2 separate regions of the Zea mays genome follow, and region 2 is linked to region 1. A link is a contact called in public Hi-C data. All regions are on one chromosome and are shown on one strand. The core of a region is the stretch at or near the end of the contact, and the rest is flanking DNA. Distances in the headings are between cores, read along the strand shown. Region 1 holds the start of LOC100281538 (AMP-binding protein). Region 2 holds the start of LOC100284153 (holiday junction resolvase, S1x1p, URI domain nuclease).

Region 1 (7,116 bases), core at 2,803-5,302:
GCATAACAGTGGTTGCCTAGTAGTTTAGTGTTAATTAATTCTCATAATGCAAATCAAAATTGTTATGTAGTTATGTAGTTATGTAGTTATATAGATATCATTCCAAATAAAGTTGAATCTGCATACCCCTTGGTAGAATCCAATGGCAACACCACAGTGCAGTGCTGCAATCTGGTTAACCCTCTCGTAAATGTGAGCCAAAGGCAGATATGAGATATACCTGAGGAGAGTGATCCACAGAGTTATTTTCACAAATGTTAAGTGCAGATGTGAATTGGATAAGCTGATCAAGCACAAACAATTTTATTTGAGTGTATATGCAAAATACTAACACATCGGAGGGGTAAAACTTAATGTTTAGGCTTGATCCTGCTACATTTGCAATTAAGTTCCCATGAGAAAGAACAGCTCCCTGAGAAAAAATGATATCCAATATCACCGATCCGAAATGTACAAGTAAAAGAACTTTGCTGATGAAGCAAAGAATAATCAGAAGGATGGCCGATTTACCTTCGGTGTGCCAGTAGTGCCACTAGTGTAACAGATAGTGGCAACATCTTCAGGTTTTGGAAGACAAAAAGGTTGAGGACTAGCCTTTCCCTGAGTTGAAGAATTGAAGGGTTACAGAAAGCAGGGGCACACAATATATCGGAGCAAGTGGAAAACAGAAAGTGATGTGCCCTTCTTTATTCAAAATTAAAACACCGATGATAATGTATTAACAACTTAAACATTCAAATTCCATAAACTAATTAATATGCAAACATGTACACATTTATATATATGCAAAGTAAAGGTAATTCCCAGCATGAGCATGCTATGAATGCCTATAGCCATCAAATGCATTTATAAACAGCTATGAAGCTTGCAAAACTGTGAGTTGACCAAGGATGACATTTAATCTGTGATTTCATGTGTATTTTTCATATGACGAGAAAAATAAAAAGTGCCCTAAAGAAACAAGTAAAATAAAAACAACTGACATCTGCATACAGCCATACAGGCATGCAGATAAAAACATCGTCCTCCATGTCAGGTTAATCTGAACTGGAAGATTCAGTATGCATTCTATATATATATATATATATATATATATATATATATATATATATATATATATATATATATATATATATATATGTGTGTGTGTGTGTATATATATATATATATATATATATATATAAAATTTCCACCCAACAAAGGATGGAAAAGAAATCATGGCATCCCATGTATAAAATCTAAGAACACAATATATAACATAAGTACATATGTGTGACTTAGGTATGAAATCACATCAACTTTGTAATGGTCAAACTCTTGAAGCACATAGGCAAGGAAGAAGAACAAGAAGAAAACAGTAAAATAATGCAGTTTACGGGAAGTAATTTGTAACATGGTAGCTTTATGTAGCGTTGGAAATGGTTAAAAGAGAAAATCATCATGAGTAAAACTGAAGGATGCGCAAAAATCATCATGAGCACCTGGATGAGCAACCTGGAGTAAGTTATGATTTGCACTCCAGTAGTTACTGGCGTTGATGGCAGATTTGCATCATCTCCACCAACTACCTAGACAAAAGAAACTAGGAAAATTAAAGAGAAAAGGCCCTTGAATAATCATGAATGTTACATTGTTTGTCAACAGTAAGCAGTCCATACTTACCACTATAAGCCGAACACATGGCATTTGAGCTATAAAACTTAACAGCTGCAATTAAAATATAACCATGAGTAAAATAAATACCGTAAGTTCAGTCTGTCTTTAAAATCTAGGATACAATACTATAATAATGTGAAGTTAAAAGCTAAATGGCATTAATAAACCAATGTAATTTTTCTAAACAACATCAATGAATGCCACTGTATCCAAAAGATTAACCATCTATTTCATGCATATGGGCCTCCAAAAAAGTTGGCATGCCTGCCACTTGCCCATTTGTACCATACTATGCAATGTTTTTTATGCTAGAGAAACCTGTTACAGAGTTATACCAGTACAAACAAAGAATGGCCCAAGTTCCTGATGCAGTTCTAGCCTCGCTAGTTATAACTTATGACTAATATGACTTCTGACATGCAGCCTCATCATAGGAGTCATTTGCAAATTTTATTTCAGGAACGAGTAATTGTTGAAGGTTGAAAGAGATAAGTGATTAAAGCTTACAGTGCTTAGAGTTTGAGGCACACAGAATATAACTTCCACCGCTGCATGGTTCACAATGAATTGAACAGCATCTGGGCCTGAAAGTACAAATGTACAATCAACAAAAACTGTCACTAGACAAATCATGAACAACCAAGATACCTATAGTATAGTCATTCTATGAACATACCAAGTGTGTCATAAAGTGGCACAGATACATATGAATATGCAGAACAAGCATGGTCAACTATAATCCACTCAGGTCTGTTTACAAAATACAGACCAATGCATGCACCCTGATTCCAAATAGAAATATGTTTGACATAAGCTCAAATATACTCAGAACAATCTGTTTTGTTAAGAACAAAATAACAAGTGCTTGTTCAGATCATGATGACTCACTTCACGAACTCCATGATATATAAGGCCAGAACCTACTGCAGTCCTGCTCGTGCTAGCTTCTCCATATGTCATCCATTTGTAGCTACAACATTATTTGTCACTTGCACAAATCAGTCTGGATGAAAAGGACGCTGCAGGCGATAGTGAGTGTATTAGATAGCTAATCCTTACTCTCCAATTGTTCCATCTGCTCTGATTCTTGTTCCCAGGTACTTACAGTCTGTAAATGTCTCAACTGCATACCTGCAAAATTTGGAAAATATAACACTTTGCCTGAAAGGTTACGACATTTTTTTCCTCCTAGTCGGTCAATTTTACCAGCTTTCATGAAGGCGTGAGCTATCACATAAAAACTAGTGCATTCAAGATTTTCACTAGCTCTTATTCAGTTATTCTAACATCAGATCAAGATATCATATTTGACCTAGATAACTTTTTTTCCAAATCCAAGCTTTGCGCAAAAATAAAGGGAAACAGTAAACCGATCACATTGTTGTTGGTAATAACAGAACCTTTCACAGAAGCTAGATAGGAAAGAAAGCAAGATAAAAAGGCCAGATGGAAGTGGGGTGGTGGCCCCGGTGTCTTACGTGAAATTGTCATGCAGCGTTCCAATGTCTGGGGTGTCAGGGAATCTACTTATCAGCCTTAACGGTGAACGCGCGGATCTGCAAGACGGCGATAGGAATCAGAAGCAAGCCATCACAGCACAGGGACCGCAGAAAGAACAACCACTAACCAAGGGCACGTACCGGTACACGTTCCACCTGCCGGTTTGCAATTTCTCAGGGAGGAGGACACTGTAGCCCTGCGCTGAAAACATTCATGTATGTAACTGCACCGTCAACCCAAACAAAGGAAACAATAATCGCGGTTGGAATGGAGCAGGGATAGGGTGGCAGCAGGCGCTGGGGACGAATGCAGGTAGCAGCGATATCATGTGCATGCGTCCATATAAACAGTTCGATTTAGATACAGAGTATATTCTCATTCTCGCTACTCAACGAGGATGGAGTGGATCCATCCTGATGCTGACAGACAAGTGAAACTGAAGGAAGATAGATGCCTTAATAAGAGTTGACTGGACCCATCCTGATGCTGACAGACAGACAGACAGATATAGGAGTAAATAAATCTAGTAGTAACTAGTAAATAAAGCGAAAACTCCATGTTGCAGTGGATCGTTGACGGGGAGTCGGGAGCGGCTCGCGGCGAACGAAACAGCAGGCGGCGGGGCGGAACGGAACTGGCACACGGAGGAAGGGAAGGGAAGGGAAGCGCAGGTAGTTAGAGCGACGCACCGTGGACGTACTCGGCCGCGGTGGGGTTGACGGTGAGGCCGTAGCCCCCGGCGGGCGGCGGCGGGCGCTGGAGGTGGGTACCGACGCGGCGCTGGGCGGCGTCCATTGCTGTTGGGGAGTGGATTGGTGGGATGCTCAAGCTCAAGTTGATTTGGCGATCCGTTGCGTTGCGTTGCGTGGGGTAGGCGGCAACGAAGGGAACGCAAGCTGCCGCAAGCCGCCTCTCTGTAGTCTGTCCCACCTCTCACGCTGAAATAGGATATTCTTTTTATCTGTATGGTGCTGATTGCGTTGCGTGTCGTGTCGTGTCCTTCTCGTCCGCTGCTCGCGCTTGCTCTGCTTCTCATCCTTAATTCAGTGTCATCATTATTAAGAGCGTGTTTGACATGACTCTGCTCCACCCTAGAGCAGCTCTAATACAAAACTCTAGATGGAGCAGCTCTACTTTAGAGTTTAGATTGTTTCTCATAACTGGTGGTAGTGACGGGTAAATAACACCAAACTCTCTGACTAGGTTGCTTTCTTGGAGTTTTTGGAGTAGCAAAAGAGGTACTCCAAAAAATTGTACTGTAGCTCCAAAAACTCCATAGAGTTTACAACTCTGAAGTTAGGGTGTTTGACATGCTCTGACCAACTCCTCCTTAAAAGTTTGCTCTGAAGCCATGCCAAACAGACCCTAACGCGAACATCCGTGACTGCCGAGATCTCAGCCACGTCGACGCTCTACTTTTGTGGATTTTTAGTTGCATGTTCTACTCCTATATACTGTTTCCAATCTAGTTTCATGTGTATATGTGACTAAAATTCAGATAGAATTATATGTGTTTTCAGTTCATACAGAACTATTGAATTATAGGTATGCAATCTGATCGCGCTCGTCCTACTGTACAATCTAATCACGGTTGAAATAAATTAATGAGGCACTGATTTCTTTTATGGAACACATGTGGACTAGCAACTAATTCTTGGTGATAATTAAAGTACCACATGAAGCAAGTAGTACTACCTGAATATCTGATGAAGAAGCAAAACCAATGAACCAAGACCTTGTACACAGATGAAGTAGGTGAAGCTGTTCGTTATTTGATCTACGTGCTTGCCTGGATGAAGACAAACTAGGGCTATTTAAAAAAGGCTAATAAGCTGAGTTAGCATTATTTTAAAAAATAGCAACTAAAAATAGAGGACTATTAAAAACATGGAATTTTTTACTTTCTATTATTATTTAGCAACTCCCTACGTCGTTTTTGGGAGTTTTTTTTTAAAAAAAAAAACTACTGAAGATCTTTAGTCCGGTTGGGTGGCGTCATCAGATCTACTCGAACAGCAACCAAGCCTAGGGTCTGCTTCTCTCTCCACGTCCGTCAGATACCGTGCGCACCAATCCTAAAGCACGGGACAGAGTTAGAAGAGATCAAGAGAAGAATCGGAAAAAAAAAACAGAAGTACTAACGCCCCGCCCCTGCCTGGGGTTTTAACCCTACCCAACCGCCGCCCATGGCGTCCATCTCGGAGCCCGCTGCTAGGGAGAAGCCCATCGTCGTCCGGGTCAAGCGCAAACCTTCGCAAAACCGCCCGGACGCTTTCTGTGAGCTCCCTTCTCTTCCTTTCTCAGTGCCCCGCCCACTTTTCTCTTGGATTTTCCCCCACTCAATACAAATGACTGTTTTCGGTTTTTTTTCCTGCTCTATTATCAGGGCTAGAGATTAATGAGAGGCCGGCAAAGAAGGCGGCGATTGATTTCTCCCGCCTTTCCATCTCCGAACCCTCCTCGTCCTCTGCCAGTGTCAAAGGTACACAAGCCAAAAAAAAAGGATGTAACATGTCACTGTTACTAAAGGATTGTTCATTCCGTACATTATCAGTAACTTGCTCGTGCGAAATTATCCCGAAACAATGTAAGGGCTAGTTTGTGAACTCCATTTTCCTATAGGATTTCTATTTTCCCAAAGAAAAATGAACTAATTTCCCTTGGAAAAATGGAAATGAAAATGGGGTTTCCAAACTAGCCCTAAGATTGTCCTGTCTCCTCCTGAATGCTGACGTGATATGTTTAGGTGGTACCGAATTCAGCTCATATTCAGACGAACAATTATAGGCAACATTTTTTTTTTAAAAAATAAAAGCATAGCAGTGCCTCCTTCGCCGGCAAATTGATTTAATTGCTTCACATCCACGCAGCTTCAGAGGAACCACGGGTTAAGAAAATTCTTGTCCAGCACATCGAGACAGTACACCACTCTGAAGCTGTCGAAGATGTTTTACAATCTCTTTTGGTATGGCTTCCCTTTCCATTCGTCTGCTTCTTATTTATTTCTTGTTGTATAAGCTGGATTAGCATCCAGATTCAGGGTTTGGCGTGGCATAGCTGTTTCTTAGCCCGTGGTTAAATTTCAGTTGATGCTTCATTTCTCCTATCTGTTCAGCGATACTACTGCGTCATTGGACTTATTCGTTAATTTTTCCTCCCTGTGGATTATATATAAAACACAAGTAACCTTTATCACGGAATGTTTTCAAGTCGGACGACTTGGGCGATTAATCGCTATTCATCGGACGACTTGAAAACATCACAACATCTTCAATGCATTTCTTGGAGTTCAAATACTGCAAATGAACAGCTTCTTCGAAATACAAAAATAACGTTACCATTTGTACGTACAGTATTCATCATCGCTTTACCTGGAAAACAGAAGCCTGTTTCTGTTATGCACTCAAACAGGGTTACACAATGGACGTGCATTACTTGTTCTATATATCAGACATATAAACTACTACATTTGTTTCTGCAGCTTGTTGACTCAAATTCCAAGGAGACAAAGAGCAAGACAAAGGAGTGGAATGACAGAATCAAGCAAGACAAAGTAAGTATTTGTGTTCACTGGTTCCCAAGAGGATTATGTAATAATTAAACCTTTTTAATTTTCTCCTGTACGTTGTAGGCACTAACATTTACTACCTAGCAATCAGTGTTTTTCATATTTTAGCTGTTGAAATGAATTTAGTTGGTTAAATACTAAAGTCAACCCTTTTTGTCTGGACAGAAACCAGAGCAACTACGATCAGCTGCCAGACAGAGGCATGAGGTACACATCATATTATTCTGACTGCAGCCAGATTCTTCTTCTCAGGTTTCTGCAAGTACTAAGGGGACAGTGAATTTGATATTTTGGTGCATATCATGAAATGACTATAACCCAAGCATAGAATTAACTATATGAGGAAAACTAAGGGCTCTAATTACAATGGAAATTTTAAGTACATTATTCAC
Region 2 (7,219 bases), core at 951-3,450, 190 kb before region 1:
GCAGTGCGGAAAGAATAGCTCCACTGAAAGGCCAAGATGAATGAGAAGAAATATAGGTGATTACAATACATAAGTATAATTTACATTTACAAACGGGTGTCGCATGATCCATATTATTGTTCGGAAACAATTGTTCATAGAAAAAAAAATCAAACATAGAATTTCACTGGGGCTACTCTTGGTTTTTCATGTTAAGAAAGCATAGCAGCAGCCATCTTGATTGTTCAGCAGAAGATTATAAGTTATCTTTGCTACGAGCTGCTAGAAGACAGGAGGATTCTTAAGTGGTTATGTTTCTCCAAGTTAGATGCCTGCCACCTGCATAGTGCAAGTGATTAAATGGTCTCAACTTGACTGCCATTTGATTTTTAGGTGGCTACAATCCATGAATGTTTCCACTCTGCTCAAAGCTGCTTCTCGATGTTGCAACACTGACTTCATGCTAAGCTCAGTTCTTTTCCGTGCAATTTTTCGGGAGACGATCTTCCATTTCGATTCAAACTCACAGGCTGCAAAAGGATGATAAGATAAATAAGACATCTTTTGCACTAGTCCAAACTCAAGTAGCAAATGACCATTTCCTTTCTGATGCAGAAATTGCAGATGCTAGTAAGTACAATAAGCTGAACATTACATTAAGAAACTTTCATGAACTGAAACACTCCAAGTTTTGTGGATGGTATTAATACTTTTATGTATGAAAATGAAGGAAGCAAAAATTGAATGCTTAGTACATGAGGATTAACTACCTCGAAAAAGATAGATGAACTAGTTGGTTATACGCCAGGACACATGACAGGCAGTCAAGTTGCTGCGGGGTTAGTATGGTAACTTGGTAAGGTAAACATAGCACAATTAACTGAAAACCCGAACGAACATAAAGAATAGTCCCAGCATCCAATTACAAGTAAATTTAGCAATCCCAGGCTAAATAGCTAAGAAAGTTGTACGCACAACCTAAAGAGTGACAAGCAGACTGTTCTAATCTATACTACTCTATTAAGAATCTAATGTAGGCATCTGGTGCTACCACGGCTTCACCCTCCCCACGCCCAGCGCCCACAAAAAACAGTGCAAAAACGAGCACTCGAACCCACACCTCTCTGTTCTAGAAATTTGGGACTAACCACCGGACCACACGTATCTTGGTGTTTAGAAATAAACAAAAATATATTTGTAGCCTAGGCGTCGCTCCCCACGGTCTCCCACCTCGTGACAACACACGGACACATACCTAGTCTATTAATTGAAGAACCATCAAAGTGTGAAGCTGTAAGCCAGAAAACAGATAGTTACTACTAACCTTCACTTCTGTTGGCAAATCCTTCAACAAGGCATGCGAGATTCCAAGGCCTGCCGGCAGAGGAAGCTTTTGCACCACCTTTTAACTCACCATTATGTTGCCGCAGCCTATATAAATATATAAAAAAGGCTCCTTTCACTAATACACAAATACAACATCTATGTGCATGACTAGTACTACAGGTCTTTATTCATTTTAACAGTATGCTTGCTTAAGCTGCTAGCTGTTATTAACATATACCTATTGAAAAACTGTGAATTAAATTTGCATTTTCAAGCATGTGTATCCTGCAAACCAGAGCAAGGCGACTCAGAGTATGAATACAAAACAAGAAGTACTAAATTGAAGCAAAGCAATCAAATTTCAGCCCTAACGAGATAGAGCCACACTGTCCTGCAACAAGCACAACCGGATGGGGTCAATTTCTTGTGGTTCTGCAACTCCAACCGTAGTCTTCTCCAAATGCTAACACCACACGAACTTAGCTTGCTGCAACCATATGACGACTATCCGAGACAAGCAAGTGGGGAAAGGAACGGGGGAGGCAGGTAGAGCAGGGCGAGGAATCACCGGCGAGGGAAATCGGTGGTGACGCCGACGTACGTGCGGCGGATCCGGGATGAGGCTATAAGGTACACGCACCACGGCGGCGGCGCCTTAGTACTCTTCGCGGCCCCCGGCGGCGGATCCCCGGACGCCGAGGCCGAGGAGGAGGCGGCAGGCTCACCGCACTTTGGAGGAAGAGCGCGCGGGATTTTGGTGGCACGGAAGGCCGCCGTGAGGCTCATCTCTCACCTGGCCGGCGGGGCGGAATCGTTCGTGGCATTCACATCCATCCATTCCATGCCCATGCATGGACGAAATTTACGAATTGAATGGGAGGAAATCGGTGACGTCATCGGATGAACGGGCCTTGAGCCCTTGATGGATAAATGATCGTGGGCCTCAATGGACAAATGGTGGTGTGTGTTGACTGTCTTCGGTAGAGTTTCAATAGAGTGCGTAAAATATAGGATGCAAAATTATAGATTTAAATTATCAAAATCATTTGAATTACATCTCTATTTTTGTTTCAAGGGTCAATTAAAAATCATGTAAATATTTGATGACGTTTTTAAACAAGAGGAAATATCCTTAAGCTTCTAGAATTTTTGAAAAAAAAAACACATATATATTAAGACATAAAGAATCCAAATAAATACTTAAACCACGTGAAAATACCTTTAGAAGCTTTCAAAATTTTAATTTAGCTCTAGACAAATTTTTAAAAGATAGAAAAAATCTACAAATTTCATAAAACACTCTAGTTGATGTTAAATAGCGTTTTGATTTTTCTTCACAACAAAAAATGTAATACACTCTAGTTGATCTTTTGCTGGGGCTTAATTAATGTGATCTTCAAACTTTGCTTGTTCATGGTGTCTTCACACGATCAGACCTGAGACAGGAACATCTACCCAAAAGCAGTCTTGTACTGAATAGCTTCACGAGCAACCCAGCTCCTTCGGCCGTGACAACAACACAATACCACCCAAAGCTGTGGCCACCCATCTTCTTTTCTTTCTCTTTTTATCTTTCCCCATGTCTTCACATGCACCTTAATTAATTATTCGACTCCAAGACCCGTTAATTACATCACCAGTGCAATGTAATTTTCACTCCAACCATATAATATGCACGCATCTCCATTTTTTGACCATACATATATACCCCTTGTCTAAAAAAGAGTACATGCATGTCTCTTTTCTTGAGGAGTTAGTAGATATTAAGTTTTTATAAAACCGGTTTTGGACGCCACGTCGATGTTCGATTTGAGCAAATACGATTTTAGACGGTTTTCAATGGGCTGGCAAGTTCTAGCACCTGTTTTCCTAATTTTAAGAGTCCGGGGACTATAATGCCAAGTTTCAGGTCCGTTGATACATTTTACTCGTTTTGGATGGGTGGTCATGTTCGAACACCCGTTTTACCGGTTTTGAGAATTTGAGAACTCAAGTGGCACAACATTGCTAACTTCAACTCGTTGATGCATTTTACTTTTAGGTTTTTTTTTAAAAAAAATAGTATCATTATTTGCAATTCTGAATAGGTTTATATGTTATAAAAAATATATTTCATTTGTATATGTTTGTTTTTTATGAGGCAATCAATCACAAGTTTAACTATATTTATAAAAAAATATAGTATCGTCATTTGTATTTTTGAACACATTTGCTATAAAAAAATATATTGTGTGTGACGGACGGGTATGTCATGATGTGTGTATATATATTAGTGTCTCTCACTTTGTGACGTGCCACTACACAATATACTGATCGATAAATGCTACGTGCAGCTGGCCTCTTTGCTCCAGCCGCCACGGCCGCGCCGTCAGCTATGGCGGCGGCCAACAATGCTGCTAGCGGTGGCGGCGACGAAGCGAGGTACCCGCTGAACGCAGAGTCCTACCGCCTGCTGTGCAAGATCGGGAGCGGCGTGAGCGCGGTGGTGTACAAGGCCGTGTGCCTGCCTCTGGGCTCGTCGGCGGTGGTGGCCATCAAGGCGATCGACCTGGAGCGGTCGCGCGCCGATCTGGACGGCGTGCAGCGGGAGGCCAAGGCCATGGCGCTGCTGTCCCACGGCAACGTGCTCCGAGCGCACTGCTCCTTCACCGTGGGGAGCCACCTGTGGGTGGTGATGCCCTTCATGGGCGCCGGCTCGCTGCACTCCATCCTGCGCCACGGGTTCCCCGGCGGCCTGCCGGAGCCGTGCGTGGCCGTCGTGCTCGGGGAGACGCTCCGCGCGCTGTGCTACCTCCACGGACAGGGGCGCATCCACCGCGACATCAAGGCCGGAAACATCCTGGTGGACTCGGACGGCGCCGTCAAGCTGGCCGACTTCGGCGTCTCGGCGTCCATCTACGAGACCATCCGGCAACACGCGTCTGCGTCGGCCTCGACGGCGGCGGCAGTGGGGACCGGCTCGTCGGCGTCGTGCTGCTTCAACGACGTGGCGGGGACGCCGTACTGGATGGCGCCCGAGGTGATCCACTCCCACGTCGGCTACGGCATCAAGGCCGACATCTGGTCGTTCGGCATCACGGCGCTGGAGCTCGCGCACGGCCGCCCGCCGCTCTCGCACCTGCCGCCGTCCAAGTCGATGCTGATGAGAATCACCAGCCGCGTCCGCTTCGAGGAGAGCGTCGGCACGGGCAACCGCAGGGACAAGAACAACAAGTTCTCCAGGGCGTTCAAGGACATGGTGTCCGCCTGCCTCTGCCAGGAGCCGGCAAAGCGGCCGTCGGCGGAGAAGCTCCTCCGCCACCCCTTCTTCAAGGCTTGCTCCCGTCGCTCCAGGGACTTTCTCGTCCGCAACGTCCTCGCCGCCGTCCCAAGCATCGAGGAGCGGTGTCGCAAGGACGACGAAGCGGGTAATGATCTCTGCGGGTGTGTCGGCGGCGGCGCACGCTGCGTGTCGCCGTGCCCCCGTCACGCCGACAACGTCGTCGTCGCCAAGAACCGACGGATCAGCGGCTGGAACTTCAATGAGGACAACCTAGAGTTTGATCCGACGACCGAGGAGCGGCCGGTGGAGGCGGAGAAGAGGTGCCTTCCATTCGATTTTGATGAAGGGGATGACCAGGTGGAGCTACACGACAGCAACTCCGCTGGAGACGGAGATGGAGATAGAGGACGGCCGCCGGCGCAGCCGCAGCATGGAGATGGCGACGATCACGTTCACGGGAAGGCGGCGGAGGCGGTAGGGCTTAAGCAGCAGCAGCAAGTGGTGACTCAGCAGCTGATGACCGTCCTGCAGAGCCTGGAGATGCAAAGGGACATGGTGACGCACGTGTTGCAACGCACCGCCGGCCGCTTGGATGACGGCGGCGGCAATGGTGATGTGAGCGTGACCGCTCCAAGGGAGGAGAGGGAAGAGATGCTGCTGGGGTACGTCCGGCAGCTGGAGCATAGGGTGGAAGACCTGAGGAAGGAGGTCGAGGAGGAGATGGCTTGGAACGCCCGGTTGGAGAAGATGCTGCAAGAGAGAGTTATCATTAGCGACGATGACAAGAAGATGAACTCATCTAAGACGTCGTCATCAGCTGAGCTGAGAGCAGTTGATGAAAACATATGAAGGTGTCGGGCCTCTCCATCTCCAAGCGAAGACATATGAAGAAGCTAGCATTGCTCCATCAAAGTATATATAAAATTGAGAACTTGTTGAGATATGGAAAAGACATAAGAACTTCCCTTATATGCATGCTGTTATCATTAATTAGTTTATATTTTAGACTTTACACATGTGCAAATGAAGGTGGGTGTTGGAGCTTGCTCTCCTGGGCAAGTAGATCCAACGGGAGAGTGATGAGAGTGAACGCAAGGTTTAACGATGAAAGGTAATAGCTCTGTTAATCTGGCCTCTCAAGGGCACTGTACGAGGGTATTTATAGGTACCCGAGCGTCGAACGTCCCAAGACAAGGACGGTTATGTCCTCGGGTACCCGGATTATCCCAGAATATTCCCATAAAGAAGGGTTACAGACCGTCATTACAGAAAGCTATTACAAATGAGGCCCGTAACTTGTCTATCCACGCGGGGCCCGTTACAGTGGGCCGAATTCCACGTGGGCCTCCGGGCGAGATGAGGGACGCGGGACCGGCGGATTTCGTCGGGGTCTGGCCTTCGTCCTGCGATGGATGGAACGAAGGGCCCGTTACAGTGGCGTCGCGACGAAGGCTTCGCGCGAAGGGTAGCGTCTTCGCCTTTGCTCCAACAGTGGGCCCGGCATCTTCTATATTTAAATACACGATGACATGTAAGAGTACTGTTTACGGGAAGCAAAAGAGAATTATCCAACAGAGGTAATTTCATCTCGATCGTTTGCATCGTGCTATTATTGACCTACTCGTTTTTGTCTATTGATTCGAGAACACAACAGTTTGATAAGATCAGAATCTAGTTAACATAACTCTTTTACGGTGGAGATAGAAACACATGTTGTACTGCTAAGCTATTTTGTGACATCTGTCGTGCTGATGCCCACAACACGGAAAGGTGTCCGAAGTTCATGGGGGACAAACCTAGTGCCTTAACCTGCGGTTACGCCGTGGATGGTTTAGGTTTCTACTACATCCCCTTTGTGCCGCAACAGAGAAACAAGACCGTGTCTTTGTTGGCCTCAGTGAAGATCACTAGCGGTGTCTTGTCGGAGTCGCAAGTTATGGCTGAATTAGAGAGATTGGTCTCAGGCAATTGGAATTGGGTTGTGGAGAAATCTGGTCCGAACTGTTTCAGGACAGTGTTTCCATCGCGAGAGGACTTGGACCATATGTTGGAGTGGGGGTGGTCCAAACAAAATACAATGCGGCCATGAAGATTGAAGAACCAGTCGCCGCTAAGATGCCTAAGGTTGTACTTAAAAAAATATGGCTCCAGTTTACGGGTTTACCTTCTGAAATGAAACAGTATTTGTTGATATGGGTTGTTGGATCAATCTTGGGGGTGACAAAGGTTGTCGATATGAAGTTTACGAACAAGTTTGATGTTTGTCGTCTTCAAGTACTTGTTCTTGATCCGAACCTCATTCCTCAGTTTGTGGATATTGTCATCGGTGACCATTTATATGAGCTGCAATTTCGGGTAGAGGAAAATGTGGACTCTGATAACCCGGTTCTGATGGACATGGATGATGAGGGTTTTGGAGATGATGAACCTTATGGTGCTGATGGAAATGGGCCTGTCCCATAGGATAAGGAAGGGGGCACTAGAAAGAAAAATGATTTGGCGAGTAGCTCGACTAGTAAAATTGGTGGCGACGGTCAGAATGGCAGGCGGGTGCTCAAGGCTGTCTTGCAAGAACAATTTGTTCCTGCAGACACTGTCACTCGATCACATGGAGACCAGATCAGTTGTGGTGTGGTGCCGAGGTCGCCCATT

What was found. Hi-C and Micro-C count contacts between places; a contact is called where the count stands out from the background.
Region 2: a contact with region 1 is called in a Hi-C map of endosperm, with 4 times the contacts expected there. The contact joins the promoter of LOC100284153 here to the promoter of LOC100281538 in region 1. A contact is called at or near these places in 5 of 25 Hi-C or Micro-C datasets (bundle sheath, ear, endosperm and 1 more).

Annotation. Positions count from the first base shown.
Region 1 is chr10:1,059,897-1,067,012 of Zm-B73-REFERENCE-NAM-5.0, reverse strand. It overlaps LOC100281538 (AMP-binding protein), which reads right to left and starts at 4,052. Exons shown (of 23, transcript NM_001154456.2): 1 at 3,846-4,052; 2 at 3,297-3,357; 3 at 3,135-3,212; 4 at 2,716-2,787; 5 at 2,545-2,626; 6 at 2,333-2,438; 7 at 2,164-2,240; 8 at 1,663-1,707; 9 at 1,482-1,568; 10 at 511-600; 11 at 333-412; 12 at 127-220. The coding sequence starts at 3,951. It overlaps LOC100193832, which reads left to right and starts at 5,296. Exons shown (of 10, transcript NM_001138914.1): 1 at 5,296-5,433; 2 at 5,543-5,638; 3 at 6,027-6,121; 4 at 6,638-6,709; 5 at 6,890-6,931. The coding sequence starts at 5,343.
Region 2 is chr10:1,243,150-1,250,368 of Zm-B73-REFERENCE-NAM-5.0, reverse strand. It overlaps LOC100284153 (holiday junction resolvase, S1x1p, URI domain nuclease), which reads right to left and starts at 2,200. Exons shown (of 3, transcript NR_182038.1): 1 at 1,304-2,200; 2 at 750-811; 3 at 11-509. LOC103640656 (serine/threonine-protein kinase BLUS1) reads left to right here and starts at 3,595. Exons shown (of 1, transcript XM_008664139.2): 1 at 3,595-5,591. The coding sequence starts at 3,626. The coding sequence ends at 5,416.